Regions from separate parts of the Ovis aries genome. Here region 2 is linked to region 1. The links are chromatin contacts, called in public Hi-C maps. All regions are on one chromosome and are shown on one strand. The core of a region is the stretch at or near the end of the contact, and the rest is flanking DNA. Distances in the headings are between cores, read along the strand shown. Region 1 has its middle 49 kb from the start of AZIN1. Region 2 holds the start of KLF10 (KLF transcription factor 10).

Region 1 (6,278 bases), core at 573-3,072:
TCAGTGTGCTGTTGGGGTTGAGAAATCCTGAGGGAAATCAATACAGAGTGTGATCAAAGAACAGAATAGGAAAGTATTTGAAATCTGAACAAAGGAGGATTTGCATTAGAGACCAGCTAATAAAAGCCATCCAAGGCAGGATGGCTCCTGCAGCTGTGGCTGACAAATTCTTGGAAAGAATCCATCAGTCTGGGAACTGGCATGACTCGGTGCCCCGGGGGGCAGAGGGCGAGACCCCGCAGCTCCAGGTCCCCTCTGGGCCACCAGGCCTGCTTCTCAGATCCACCTCTATGCTGCCAGGCCCCGATGCTGTGAGCCTCTGTTCTTCCAGTCCAACTGGATTGCTTGCTGTTCCCAGAACTCGCCCGCTGTCTCCCCCTCCAGGTTTTGGTTCCAGGCATTTGTTTCCGTCTGGAATGTCCTTTCCCCCATCTGTTCAAATCATTCCTCTTCAAGGTCCCTGCCCTCAGGCCAGCTCCACCAGGAAGCCTCCTCCCGGGGGCTTCTGTAAGCGCCTGTCCCTCCCCCCCACCCTCCCCACCCCCGCCCCACTTCCCGCTCTGTGTGCTCACACTGCCAGGGTGTGCCCAGGGTCGTCTCCCCAGCCAGGCTGTGGATGCAGGAAGGGACCTTCTGTGGCTTCTTCCTGCCCCGCCTGTCCCTGGAGTTGGGGGCGCCTTGCCAGGAGGGGCTGCACGCATTTCCTGAATGCGACAGAAGTTGTCCCTGTTCCCAGGCAGGGTGGACAGTCACACAGATCCACCCTCTCCGCTCAGGCCCCTTTGCTGCTAGTTCCATGGCCCGGCCGCTCTATTTTCTGAGTGCCAGGGGGGGCTTGTGGTTAGCCGGCAAAGACAGGAAAGAGCCGAGGCCAGGCCTTGACCCAGCACGTGGTGTCCCCAGCACCGGAGCGGCTTCCTCGGGGGAGGGGCGGGTCGAGAGAGCGGGGCGGGAGACGAGGGCGTGGAGGCCTGCATGCTGGTGCGGTCTCTTCCCAAGACACCCCCCCCCCGAAGTCTTAAAGAGGGTTGGGGGTTGGAACCCCGCCACTTCGGGGGGCAGTCGGGGGCCAGCGCTGGTGCCGCGGGACCGCCTGCTCCTGGAGCCCACCCGCCCCGGGGTCCCGCGCCGCACGGCCAGATCGCGGAAGGGGAGGGGGTCCCGGAGGCTGCCCGCCCAGTGCCGGCGGTGTGGGGGCTTGTTCCTTCCTGCGGTCGCCCGCCGCCGGCCCGCGCCGCAGGTGACCCCGGCAGCTTGCCAGTGGTCCCCGCTCCCCTCGGCCGCGCCCACCCCAGCGCTCCCGCTGCCGCAGACGCCTCCTTGGGGTTTTCCGGCTCTGAGCGCCTCAGATGACCTCGCCGGCCGCCGGCCCGGGCCGCTCCCTCCTCCCGTTCCCCCCAACCCCCCCGGCTTCCCGCCTCCCGGGCCGCGCGGCAGGGCTTTCTGATGAGTCAGCGGGAGCCCGGGAGCCTCCAGCCGCGCCGGGGCATCTGCTCCGGTGACGCACCGTGACTCACGGGCGCCCGGGCAGCCGCAGTCCCCGAGCGCGCAGCGCCGAGTCGGGACGCCGAGCGCAGGCCCCCCCCGCCACCCCCACCGGCCCCGGGCGGACCCCGCTCCGCGCCCCGCGCGGGGCATCGGGCTCCTCCCGCCTCGAGCGTCCTCCCCACCCCACCCCCGGCTCCCGCCCGCCTGCGGTGCTCTCCTCCCCGCGCCTCTCCGCTCCTGGCCCCAGTCCAAGCTGACATCAGACGCTGGCCGCCCGGCCACCCTCTGAGTCAACAGTTTCCGAAGCCGAGCCCGCTGCCAGGGGCGGGGAGAAAGCGCTGCCTCCGGGGGAGGCGGAGGGGGCGGGGCGGCTGGGTCCGGCAGCCGCGGGAGGGCGGAGGTGGGTGGGGACCAGCGAAGCTTTTTTTTACAAGAAGTCACGGGGTTGGGGGGTGCCGGGGGCGGTTAGGGGGAACCGAGAGGGTGAAAACCGCCCTGCAGAGCGGCGGGGGCGGAGAGGAAACCTGCGCCCAGAGCCACGTGCTGGAGCCGGCGCGGGGTGGGTGGCTCGCGGAGGCGTGGGGGAAGGAGAGGCCGCTGCTGGGAAAGGCCCCAGGCCACGTTTCTCGGGGAGGAGATGCGCCGCGGTGGACACGCTCGGCCCCAGGCCAGCCGGGGACCTTCGTGTCTGGAGAAGGCGGCCCAAGATCCCTCTGATGGGAGCAGCTCTGGCCGAGCCTCGGAGGGCCGGCCCTGCCTGCCCAGGGATGGCCTTGCAGAAATGCCCTGGCCTAAAGGAAACGGCAGCCCACTCCGGTGTTCTTGCCTGGAGAATCCCAGGGACGGGGGAGCCTGGTGGGCTGCCGTCTCTGGGGTTGCACAGAGTCGGACACGACTGAAGCGACTTAGCAGCAGCAGCAGCAGCAACCTAGTTGCCTCCTCTGCCCGCGGTGGGATGGGGTTGAGGCTGAAGGGTCTTCTCTCTCACCCCGCCCCTGCCCACCACCACCTCAAAGAGGATATCTGTCCAGGGGTGGAAGAATTTGAGAGGCTGAGTAAACTGGGGGTGGGTGGCCATCCAGTGACGGTGAGGAGAGTGGTAGGAAGGAAAAAGGAAGCACAAAAAGAAAGGAAAATCTTAAGAACCTGCCAAGGACTTAACCGCAGTCCTTGGAAAGGTGAGTTTCCTGTTACCTGAAGTACTAGGCCAAAATCCTGAGGAGAGAAAATGGATTAGCTGCAGGAAGGAAGGTGGAGTTTGGGCCTTTTTTGCTCTGGGTAAGAGGCTGGAGTCTCTGAAGGCGATTATCTGCCACTGTCTGGGTTCAGCAACCACTTTGAGAGGCTGCCTCCTGCGGGTCTAGGATGTGAAAGTGAAAGTCACTCTGTGTCCCACTCTTTGCGGCCCCATGGACTATACAGTCCGTGGAATTCTCCAGGCCAGAATACTGGAGTGGGTAGCCTTTCTCTTCTCCAGGGGATCTTCCCAACCCAGGGATCGAACCCAAGTCTCCTTCATGGTGGGTGGATTCTTTACCAGCTGAGCCACAAGGTTTCTAGGTTGCTCAAGGACAAAAGACCTCTTAAAGAGCACCCGCTTGCACCTAGAAGTTCCCTGACCCTTTGCCCTGCCCTTGTCAGACAGGAAGGAATGGAGAGGAGCCAGGAAGACAGAAAGGCAACAGACCTCCACGGGCGCCTGGGTTTCCTCCCCTCCTAGTCCATCTCATCTCACCCCACCCTATACAACTGCTGTGGGTGGGGGGCTTCCAGCTGGAATTCATTCTCAATCTCTTTCCGGGATTTGACTTGCCCTTCTTTCCAAAGCCACGGCTCAGCAAGTGATGCCAGCCCCGGGACGGGTGTCCGGGTCTCATCTTGCAGGCAGAAGGAGCACAACAGCTGGGTGCCCAGAACCCATCCGGGTTTGTGCAGAGCTGTTTGTCAGTGCAGCCTCCCAGGACCACGTGAGCTGCCTCTCACCTTGTGTGACCCTCGTTCAGACCCAGGCAGAGCAGAGCTCCCGGCCCCCTTCCCCTCGTGCACAGCCTTCTCCCAAGTGTGCAGGTGGGTGGCTCATTCCCGCCTGGTCAAAACCACATTGAGCTGGACTCCTGGGAAGTTCTGTCCTCCAGGCCTCTGTAGAAGAGGTAAAAATGACAGCTCTTGGGAAACCAAGGGGTCTCATTTGCTGAGGTGGGACAAGATGCGGAGCCCTGTGGCGTCCAAGAGCAGGACTGGCTGGTGATCCTCATGGGCGCTGTTAGGAGCAGAAGGTCCTGGGCCCTGGGTGGTTGCGCTTCGGGGGAAGTTGGTGGGCTGGACCAACTGGGGTTTATCCTGGGAGCTGAGGCCACGACGTGCAGCAGGGGCCTCTGGCTCCGGCCCGGATACTGAAGCCACAAACACTGCAACCCCCAACTTCCACTTTTTTTTCTTTCTTCATGCTGAGAACGCCCTCTGTAGGGGCTGTCTCCTCCACTGTTTCAGATTCTGCTTTTGCATGTGTGTGTGTGTGTGTGTCAGAGAGGCAGTTATCACGACCTCTGTCGATCTCTCTTCTCCCACTCCCTGATCTGCGTGCCTGTGGCCCTTGGCACCTGCACTGTCAGCCTTCCCACGCTCTGCTTGGCCTGAGAGAGAGAGGTTTTGCTGTCTTCAGCTTCCCTCTCTACCCAGAGGCCTGCTGAAAAGGCCCAGGGTTTCATCTTTGCAACTCCTTCCTGGTGGAACGCATGAGGAAGTGAATTAGCTGTCAGCTCCATCCTCTTCTGCTCCATGCTTGGCCTGGCAGCCTCCTTCGTGTCTGAGGGCGCTTCCTGTTTGCTGTGTCTGCTGCCTCCATGAGAGCCTCATCCTGAGTTTTGACCCACCCTGCCCTTTGCCTCACGATTCAGCTCAGCCTTTGTGACCCTGGCTTGTTTGCCTGATGGACCCCTGCAAGCTGCTCAGCAGGAAGAGCCTGTGTGCCTCCCCTTAGAACCTTGCCTATGGGCTTCTCTGGTGGTTCAGGCGGTAAGGAGAGTGCCTGCAATGCAGGAGACCCGGGTTCGATCCCTGGGCCGGGAAGATCCCCTGCAGGAGGGAATGGCAACCCACTCCGGTACTCTTGCCTGGAGAATCCCAGAGACAGAGGAGCCTGGCGGGCTGCAGTCCATCGGGTCACAAAGAGTCAGACACGACTGCGTCACTAGACAGAGGATCGATGGGACCTAAGTGTACCTCACTAAAGCCAACCCGCCCATTGACTGTACATGCGCACCCAGGAACGCAGGTGGCCCTAACTGAAGCTAACATGTCATGTGTAAATTCCGCAATGCTATAACAGATAAAGTAGGGGCTACCTTCCTTTACAAAACATTTTCCAAGCGTGTTGTTGAATATGAGGTTCCTCATATGCATTTGGAGGACTCGTTTTCCTCGCAACTTTTGGGGAATGGATAAATTGAAAGTGAGATACGAATTTAGGAGATGAATTGGCAGAGATCAGTCTGTTTTCAGGGAGTCATGTAACCAAGTTCTGTATCACTGCACATGCCAGAAAAGTTGGAGAGGAAACCGAGCCAAACTAGGAACACCCTCAAAGGACTTGGCGTTACTCCTCAAAACATCTGGTACTGCATGGTAGCATTTGTCACGCCACTGAAAAGCTAACCTTCTCCAGTTGTCCTTGACCAGTGGAGCAGAGGGCCAGGGACCCTCTGTGTGAGAAAAATGTGGTTCTAGTTCTGGCTTTTCTGTGTCTGAGCTCCACTACCTTGGGCCACCTGCTGATCTGTCTGTGCCTAGGTTTCTTCTGTAAAATAGAGATCCTTATACCTACTTCTTGGGGCTCTTTGGAGGGCCAGAGGAAGTGATCGATGGCCCAGAGGGTGCCCAGTGTACACCTGAAACTATCAGAATGTTGTGAACCGACTATACTCCAATAAAAATTAAATGGTTTAGCTGTTGGGGGTAACAACTTCCTTAAGTGTAGAATCTTCTCCATTGGGGTTCTGTCTAGGTTCTGTCCAGGGTCAAGAACGTCAAATTGAGAGAATGTTGAGCTATTTTTCAGAAGCCACTGGAGCAAAAAGACCAACATCTCTAGGAGAGGTAAGGAATTTAAGAGCAGCACAATCTGCCAGCCAGTGATGGATTTCAGGCCTGAGAGAAACTTGATAATGAATCATTCTGAGGCCTAATCAGTGGCAAAGATGACCTTTGTCCAGACATTGGCATGTTTGAGCCTTTAATGCAGGAGGTGTTGAAAGAACCTAATAAATGCTTATTCGTTGAGTCAAATCCAAGAGTTTGGAGGAAAAGTGAAAATTTTATATTCTGGGTACCCCTGTGCCAGGTGAGATGTGACCCTGAGGGAAAACACTAAATCAGACCCTGCTCCGGTGGATGATGGGTCCCAGAGCCTCACACCGGGCCCTGGACTCTTGCTTCTGTGAATGGGAGCAGATCACATTCCCAGGAAGGACAGATTGACGGGCTGCATTGCGCACCATTGGGAGAGGGAGTAAGAACTGTTCTTTGCACCTCACCTCAGCTCTTTCTGGGCTTCCCTGGTGGCTCAGACAGTAAAGAATCTGCCTGCAATGCAGATAGACCCAGTTTCAATCCCTGGGTCGGAAAGATCCCCCTGGAGGAGGACATGGCAACCCACTCCAGTATTCTTGCATGCACAATCCCAAGGACAGAGGAGCCTGGCCGGCTACAGTCCATGGGGTGCCAAAGAGTCAGACAAGACTGAGTGACTAACACTTTAAGTTTCAGCTCTTTCTGGCCCATCTGACACCAGT
Region 2 (7,077 bases), core at 3,135-5,634, 130 kb after region 1:
TCAGCAGTCCTGCTCCACACCGCCCTCTTCTTCATGCCCACATCCAATCAATTACCAAATCCTCCTGGTTCTTGGTGTCTCTATTCCAGCCTTTCCATGCCTGCCACTGTCAAATTTGCTGCCTCTACTGCTACAACAGACTTCTCACTGGTGTTAGACCCCAGGCTCTCTGATCCAGCATCCAAACTGGGCCAGAATGAACTTTCTACACTATCATTGCTAAAACCTGTCAGTAGGTCCCCATTGTCCTCAATATAAAAGTTCCACATCTACATTCCTTAGCAGGGCACACAAAGGCCCTTGATGTTTGGAGCTGCTTCCCTTAACATCCTAAACACCTCGTCCTAACTCAAATTTGTGAGCGGACAATTCAGAGCATCCTGAATCCCCACCACTCTCTACTCTCCACTTCTCCTCTCCTCCAACTTAGAAGCCAACCAGAAGAGCTTTCCCTCACCCCTTCCTTCCTCACCTACCGAGGACACGGTGCACACCCTCTACTTAGCATTCATCACACTACAGTCATGGCTGGCCAGCTCACTTATTTTCTTCCTTCGCTGTATGGAAGCTGCTGTGAGCTGTGTCTTTTTTTATGATTGTTCCTCAGTGTTCAGCTAGTGCCTGGCATATGGTAGGGCAATGAATGAATGGTGACAATATCCACTGACTGTAAGAAGCAAAGAGAAGACGGCTGGTGGGGACAATGTGTTTTAATATCCATAAAACTGAACTGAGGGATCTTTACATGTCAGCCACCTGCCCCACACCTTCCTTCGCAGTTCCAGTTGAAGGAGAAACCAGCACCATTAGCAGGAGGATGACCAGCATTTAACTGAAGTACTGCTTACTACTGCTCAGGACTTTCTTTCACTCATGGCTAAGATGAGAGTTTTCCATGCCTGCTGCTGTAATGATGCAAGTTAAGGGAAAGGATTAGAAGGGTCCATACTTCTGCCTAGGCAGTTGTCCACATTCTGCCTATAACCTCAGTGAATCTTCACAGACAACCTACAATTTTATTTCCTCCATTAAAGAAGCGTGACCGCCTAAAGTGTCTGCACTGGACCACAAAGATGATTATGACATGGCCACCATCTTGAAGGAGCTTTCATTTATATATAGTCTACTTGGGGCTTCCCTGGTGGTTCAGACAGTAAAGAATCTGCCTGCAATGTGGGAGACCTGGGTTCAGTCCCTGGGTCAGGAAGATCCCCTGAAGAAGGGAATGGCTAACCCACTCCAGCATTCCTGCCTGGAGAATTCCAAGGACAGAGGAGCCTGGTGGGCTACAGTCCATGGGGTCACAAAGAGTCAGACACAAGTGAGCGACTAATACACACACTCATAGTCTATTTGTCTTTATCCTCCCATCCAAGCCTTTTGAGAGCAGCGACATCACCTGTCTTATTCATTGCTGTTTTCCCAGTGAATACAACACATAGTAGGTGCTCAACAAATGTTTGTTGAATGCAGTGGATAATTGAGCAATACAATGCTTATTGAATGAGGATGTGACCATAGGCAAGTGTATATCTGGGTGGGAGAGAAGACTGGGAGGCTGGGGAAAGTTGAGGGCAGGATGGAATGGCCTTTAACCTCCTAGGCGGTAGGAGCAAAGGATCATTTTTTAAGTACAGATAATCAGGATTGGATCATGACTTTTGAAAAGCCCACTCTAGTTTCAGTGTTTGCCATTGTTTCAGAGTTTGCCATTGGCGTGCCAGCGGGGCTGGGGTGGGGGCTGTATGAGGGGAGTGCAGGTTCTTTAAGCAAGCATTGATGACAGACTGACATAGAGTGACATTTGAGGGGTACAAGTGGAAAGTGAGGGGCGAGAGACATTTCTGAGGCAAAACTGCTCAGAACTGGGGACCAACTGAGGAAGACAGTGAAGGCTGGATGGGAGATGAGAAGCCCATATGGGAAGAAGTAAAAATAAGGGCTTTAGTTTTGGCTCCTTTCAGCCTGAGGTGCCTGGGTAACATCTTTCTCTGAATCTCTAGGAATGGTGCCGCCACCACAGTGTTCCTCCTACCCCTTTTCTTTCCGGTTTTGAGTCACTCCCACAAGCCAGAAATGCTCCCTGCTCCTCAGCGTGCAGGAGAACCATGCCAGCAGGCCCCACATTCCCGAGGAAGGGACCGAGGGACCTGGAGGGCCGGCTGCGGCCTCCCCAGGGGCAGCTCCCTGACAGGAAGGCAGGCTGGGCACAGACAGGAGCTTCCTCTGCTGCAGCAGGTGCCCAGGGCCAGCTGCTCCAATACCCCGCAGGCTCACATCAACAGGATGGGACAGCCCAGGCGGAAGGAAGCCCACAGGGAGGGACGCCGGCCGCTGCAGACAGAAGCCGGGGCAGGGGATGAAGGGGAGACAGGAAGAGCTGCCTGAGCTGCTGAGCTGGCGCCCCTCCAGCAGATTCAGGAGAGGCAGTGACAGGCGGCCATTCAGTCCTCCTTCCCTCTCTCAGTGGGCATCTCTAGCCCTGGTTGATCCTATTATTATTACTACTACTGTTGTTGGTTAGCCTGGGCCTGTTTCTAAAATATTTAATTCATTGGTTTTCTTTTTTCTTTTTTTTTTGCTTTCTGGCCATGCCTGGAGGCTTGCAGGATCTCAGTTCCCCAACCAGGGGTTGAACCCAGGCTATGGCAGTGAAAGCACCCAGTCCAAACCACTGAAACGCCAAGGGATTCCCTAGTTTATTCCTTTTCTATACTCATTTTTGTGATTATTGGGAAAGAAAAGACACTTACATCCTCAGCCTTTCAGTTACACGGAGAAGTGAGGCAGCTGGAGGGAAGGGCAGTGACTTCTGCCCCCGGTTAGCCAGTCCCAAGGAGTGGCTTTAAGTTTGTTTTAAGCCGCGCTATCACCCAAAGGGAGCCGACAAGGAGCCAAAGCAGAACCACAGGCTCGCAGTTAGGCTCGCAGTCCGGAGGCCCCAGACCGCCTCTGACCTGGTTCGGGATGGGGGTTGTGGAGGTGTGGCTGGGGCTTTCGCGGGACCGAGAGCACGGGGTTTCATGACTTCCTGAGACGGTAAAGTGTCTTGCTTACAATGGGGGAGACCTGGGTTCGATCCCTAGATTGGGAAGACCTCTGGAGAAGGACATGGCAACCCACTCCAGTACTCTTGCCTGGAAAATCCCATGGACAGAGGAGAGTGGTGGGCTACAGTCCACGGGGTCGCAAAGAGTCGGACAGGACTGAGCGACTTCATTTTTCCCAAGGCAACCCACTCCCTGGCGTGCCCTGGCTGGCGCCTCGTGACCCTAGAAGACCCCGCCCCTCCCCATCACCACCAGCAGTTTCCCGGCAGGGCGTTTCCGGAGGCCATGGCCCAGGGTAGGTGTGGGGGTAGGGCCTACCTTTGAAACAGCTTGTAGACTGCAATTTAAACTTTACACCGAGCTCAAAACTCGGTTCTGCAACTGAGAGTCGGTTCCAGAGAAAGATTAAAAAAAACTCTGGCCTATGGCTCCCCAGCACCCGCACTGGTCTAGTTTTCGGGGCTTCCTGCAGTCCCCACACCATTCTCTCCACAGCCCTGGAGGAAGGATGGGCGGGGCGGACGGGGCGGGCAACGCCGCCGGCAGGGCAGATGGAGAGGGCGAGCCAGCGCCTGCGGCCCGGGCGTGGGCGGGGGGGCGCAGGAGCAGGTGTCCGCTCGGTGACAGGATTCCCTTTCCCTCGCCTCCACTTCCCTGGTGCTACTCATGCTTCAGCGAGGCAAAAACCCAGCAACTGCTCCAGAAATGCAGCTCGGTCGGTCACCAGGCTCTCCTTTCTCGCCAGACGCGCAAGAGGACGGGGCGCTTCCAAATGCAAATCTCTTGGCTCTGGACCCTTGGCTTGCAGCCGCCGCCTCCCCCGCCTGGCCACCCGGCGTCCCGCCCACCCCGTGGCGGCGGCGGCCCGAGATGGGACCTCGCCCGCGGAGGGGAATGGGCGGAGCGGGCATCCCTCCCCACCTCCCACGTGGGCCTGGCTCTCCGCGGAGAGCCTGGGCGCGCCGCGGCGGCCGCGCCTCCGGGCTGGGCTCGGGTTCCTGGCGCCGCCCCACCCCCGGCCCAGGGAAGGGGACTGCAAGCCGGGGAGGGAGAGTGGGGGTGGGTGAGGGGTGGGGGCCGCGTCCACAGAGTCAGGTGGTGGCGGGAGTTCCCTCGGGCTGGGCCCGGGGAAACGCGCTGCCAGGGGATTGTGTACACGCTCCACTGACACAAGCTTCACGCTGCCGGGCAGCCGCTGATCACGCGTGGCCCCGCGAGCCCATTGGCCGGCGCCTCACACACCTTTGTCGCTGATTGGCCGGCCCCAGGCTCCGCCCCCACCCCCGCCCGCGGCTCGGGGCAGGCGGAGCGGCTACCTGAATGGGGAGGGGGGCAGACGGCGCGGAGCGCAGCGGCGGCGGGAGCGGCGTCGAGTGTCTCCGGGCGCCCGTCTGTGGCCAGGCAGCCAAGGACAGCCTTGCAGCCAGTCAGCTCATCGCCGGCGGCCGGGCAGCCAACCATGCTCAACTTCGGCGGCGCTTCTCTCCAGCAGGCTACGGTAAGTCACCTGGGGATGCCCCAAGCCCTTCTCTTGCCTCCCTGCGTCCGGGGAGACCCCCGAGCCCCTGACATCAGCCTCGCCTGAGGACAGAGGTTGCAGGGGAGTCGTGGAAGAGGAAGAGGGGCTTCCCGCCTGCAGACTGGGCATTGGTGACGGCGTGTGTGTAGCGGAGCGGGGGACGGGAGGGGTTTCTGGAGAAGCAGGCTGGGAGCTAGAGACGAAGTGAGAGAGGGTCTCGCTCGAGGTGTAAGGAGGGGAAGGGAACAGCTCCGCTGGGAGACTGGAAGCAGGTGAGGGGGGTGGGATGACTGGAGGGGCGGGAAGAGTGAGGAGACTGGGGTTGGGGGGCTGGCTGCCCTGTCAGCGAGACTAGGAGGCGTGGAAGTACCGGAGAGGGGGATAAGGGGGCCACCTTGCACCTGGCGCCGGGGGGAAGAGATGCCTCCGTCTGGATAAGGAACGCGCCCCAGGCTGGGAGGGGGCTGCTCTAGGGCATGTGAGGGATGGGGAGTCCACCGGAGAGGAGAGGGGGACTCCCCATCTCGGGGGGTCTTGAACGGAGGCTTGCAGGACTGGGGCTACCCAGCAGATAGCGGGGGTGCTGTGGGGAGGGGCGCCCGGCGTGGGTGCAAGGGGATGGCACGCGGGCCCGGGGAGTTTACCCCACCCCAGACGTCTGGAGGGGACTCCCTTATCTCCGGAACAGGCAGGCAGGTGGCCTCCTCCAGAGGACGCCTTGGCGGGGGGAGGGGGCCTCGGAGCCGCCTTGGCGACAGTAGATGGAAGGGATGGGAAGCGGGACCCCAGCATCGGGGTGGGGAAGGTGGGCGGGGGGAGCCGGGGCTGCGAGACGCGGGGGCAGCGCTCCGAGGCGGGAGCCGCCGGCCGTGGGGCCGCGCGCCTGGAACTGGGCCTGTTGGGGGCTGCACGTCTGGGAACTCGTGGAGATGCTGGGCTCGGCGCGGGGGTGTTGGGGGGGCCAGAGCTGCCGGAAACCGTGGGGACGCGGGGGGCGCCGCGTCTTCGGGGCGAGTCGGGGTGGTCTGAGATCCCGTGGGCGGCGTGGGCGGGAAGCGCCGAGGGCTCGGCCGGGTCCCCGGGGGCTGCGGCCGGAGGAGGGCGGGGGCCGGGTTTCCGCGGGGACCTGGCTCCTCCTCCGGCAGCTGAGGCGGAGGCCGGGGGGTGGGCCGGGAACGGATGCGCCGGGGGAGCTTCTCGTCCCCGAGTGACCCAGCCCGAGCCTCCGCCAGGGCGGGAGCGAGGCCCGGCCCCGCAGTCGGTTCCTAAGGGAACGGTGGGGAGCTGGAAGGGGCGGGCGCGCCGGGAGCCGGGCGCCCGCGGCCCCGCCTCTCCCCGCAGGCCCAGGCGCGCACGGCCGGGCGGTTGGCGGCGGCGCCCGCGGCCCCTCCCCCGGGCCGTCGCGAGGGCGGGGGCCCCGCGGGCTCAGGAAGTAGGTGAAAGGTGACGGCGCGGCAATTCCCAGTTCACGTTTCCTGCGCCGCCCGGAGCAGCCGCTGATCACGCTTTGTTCACATGCCTCGCCCCCCGCCTCCTCCTCCGCGCCCCCGCCCTCCGCCGCCCAGCCAATCCCAGCTCGGGCCGCCCGGCTGGCTGGCCAATGACGGGGGCAGGGACGCGGGGACGTGCGAGCGGGCGAGGAATGTTCCCAGTGACTCACCCGCGAGCCTCATTGAGGTTAGGGCGGCCCCATCCGTCTGTCCCCGCCAGCGAGGATCTCCCCCGCCGCCCACCCCCGCCCCTTGTCTGCTTCCCTCCCCCACCCCCCGGCCCACGCCCTCGCCTCCGCCCGCGCTTCCCTTTCCTGCCTCCCTCGCGCCCCACTCCTTTTCCTCTCCCCTCCCGGCTTCTCTTCCTGCTCTTCCCAGCGCATACTCTTTCTCTCCTGCCTAGCCTTTTCTCTTTTTTTTTCCCTTTTGCGCTGGCGTCTTGAGGCTTTTACACATACATGCGCTGTCCGTTGCAGCTTACGTAAAAGGCGCGCGATTATGCAATTGCATTGTTAGCTATATTTCAAGAGTGGTAATAGCTTCTTAAAGGTTTCTACACGAAGGGTTTTAAAACAAGAGTTGAGAACAATTCCTAGCAATGTAAAGAATATTTTTCGGTGTTTTTACACAGTCTCTACTTAAACCAAAAAATGGGGTCACGTTAATGGAAAATTGAAGAGATGGAGGGCGGTAACCTAAGCAACTTCAGTATGAAGCATTAATATCTGATGGGAGGAGTTGTTCAAATAAATACAAAGCATGTGCTGTTATTTCTATCATGGAGCAGTTCTTTAAACAGTTAAAATAAGATTCTATTTTGACTATTGCAGATTCCTTACAGAGTTATTTTTGCAAATTTTGGTCAAATAATAAATTTTCTGATTTTGTGTGTGTGTGTGTGTTATTGGATCAGCTGGTCATAGACTCCTGTTGCAGTTGGCTACTCTGGAAAGAACATAAAATGTTTTTTTTTACAAGTCAAGCAGTTCTCTTTTGAATGACAAGTGCATTGTTACCT

The links. Hi-C and Micro-C count contacts between places; a contact is called where the count stands out from the background.
Region 2: a Hi-C map of liver shows a contact between it and region 1, with 8 times the contacts expected there. The contact joins the promoter of KLF10 here to the enhancer-like site in region 1. A contact is called at or near these places in 15 of 16 Hi-C or Micro-C datasets (blood, hypothalamus, liver and 6 more).

What each region holds. Positions count from the first base shown.
Region 1 is chr9:74,583,564-74,589,841 of ARS-UI_Ramb_v3.0, forward strand. No RefSeq gene overlaps it. Among named protein-coding and RNA genes, the nearest start is that of AZIN1, 49 kb to the left of the region's middle. Within about 2 kb of position 1,823, at least 47 of the 54 cell types and tissues checked have an H3K27ac peak or open chromatin away from gene starts, as enhancers often do. A contact at or near this core is called in hypothalamus, liver, muscle and 1 more, where this site is marked.
Region 2 is chr9:74,715,811-74,722,887 of ARS-UI_Ramb_v3.0, forward strand. It overlaps KLF10 (KLF transcription factor 10), which reads left to right and starts at 4,385. Exons shown (of 4, transcript XM_027973155.2): 1 at 4,385-4,548. The coding sequence starts at 4,510. LOC121820352 (a long non-coding RNA gene) reads right to left here and starts at 3,880. Exons shown (of 3, transcript XR_009594999.1): 1 at 3,369-3,880.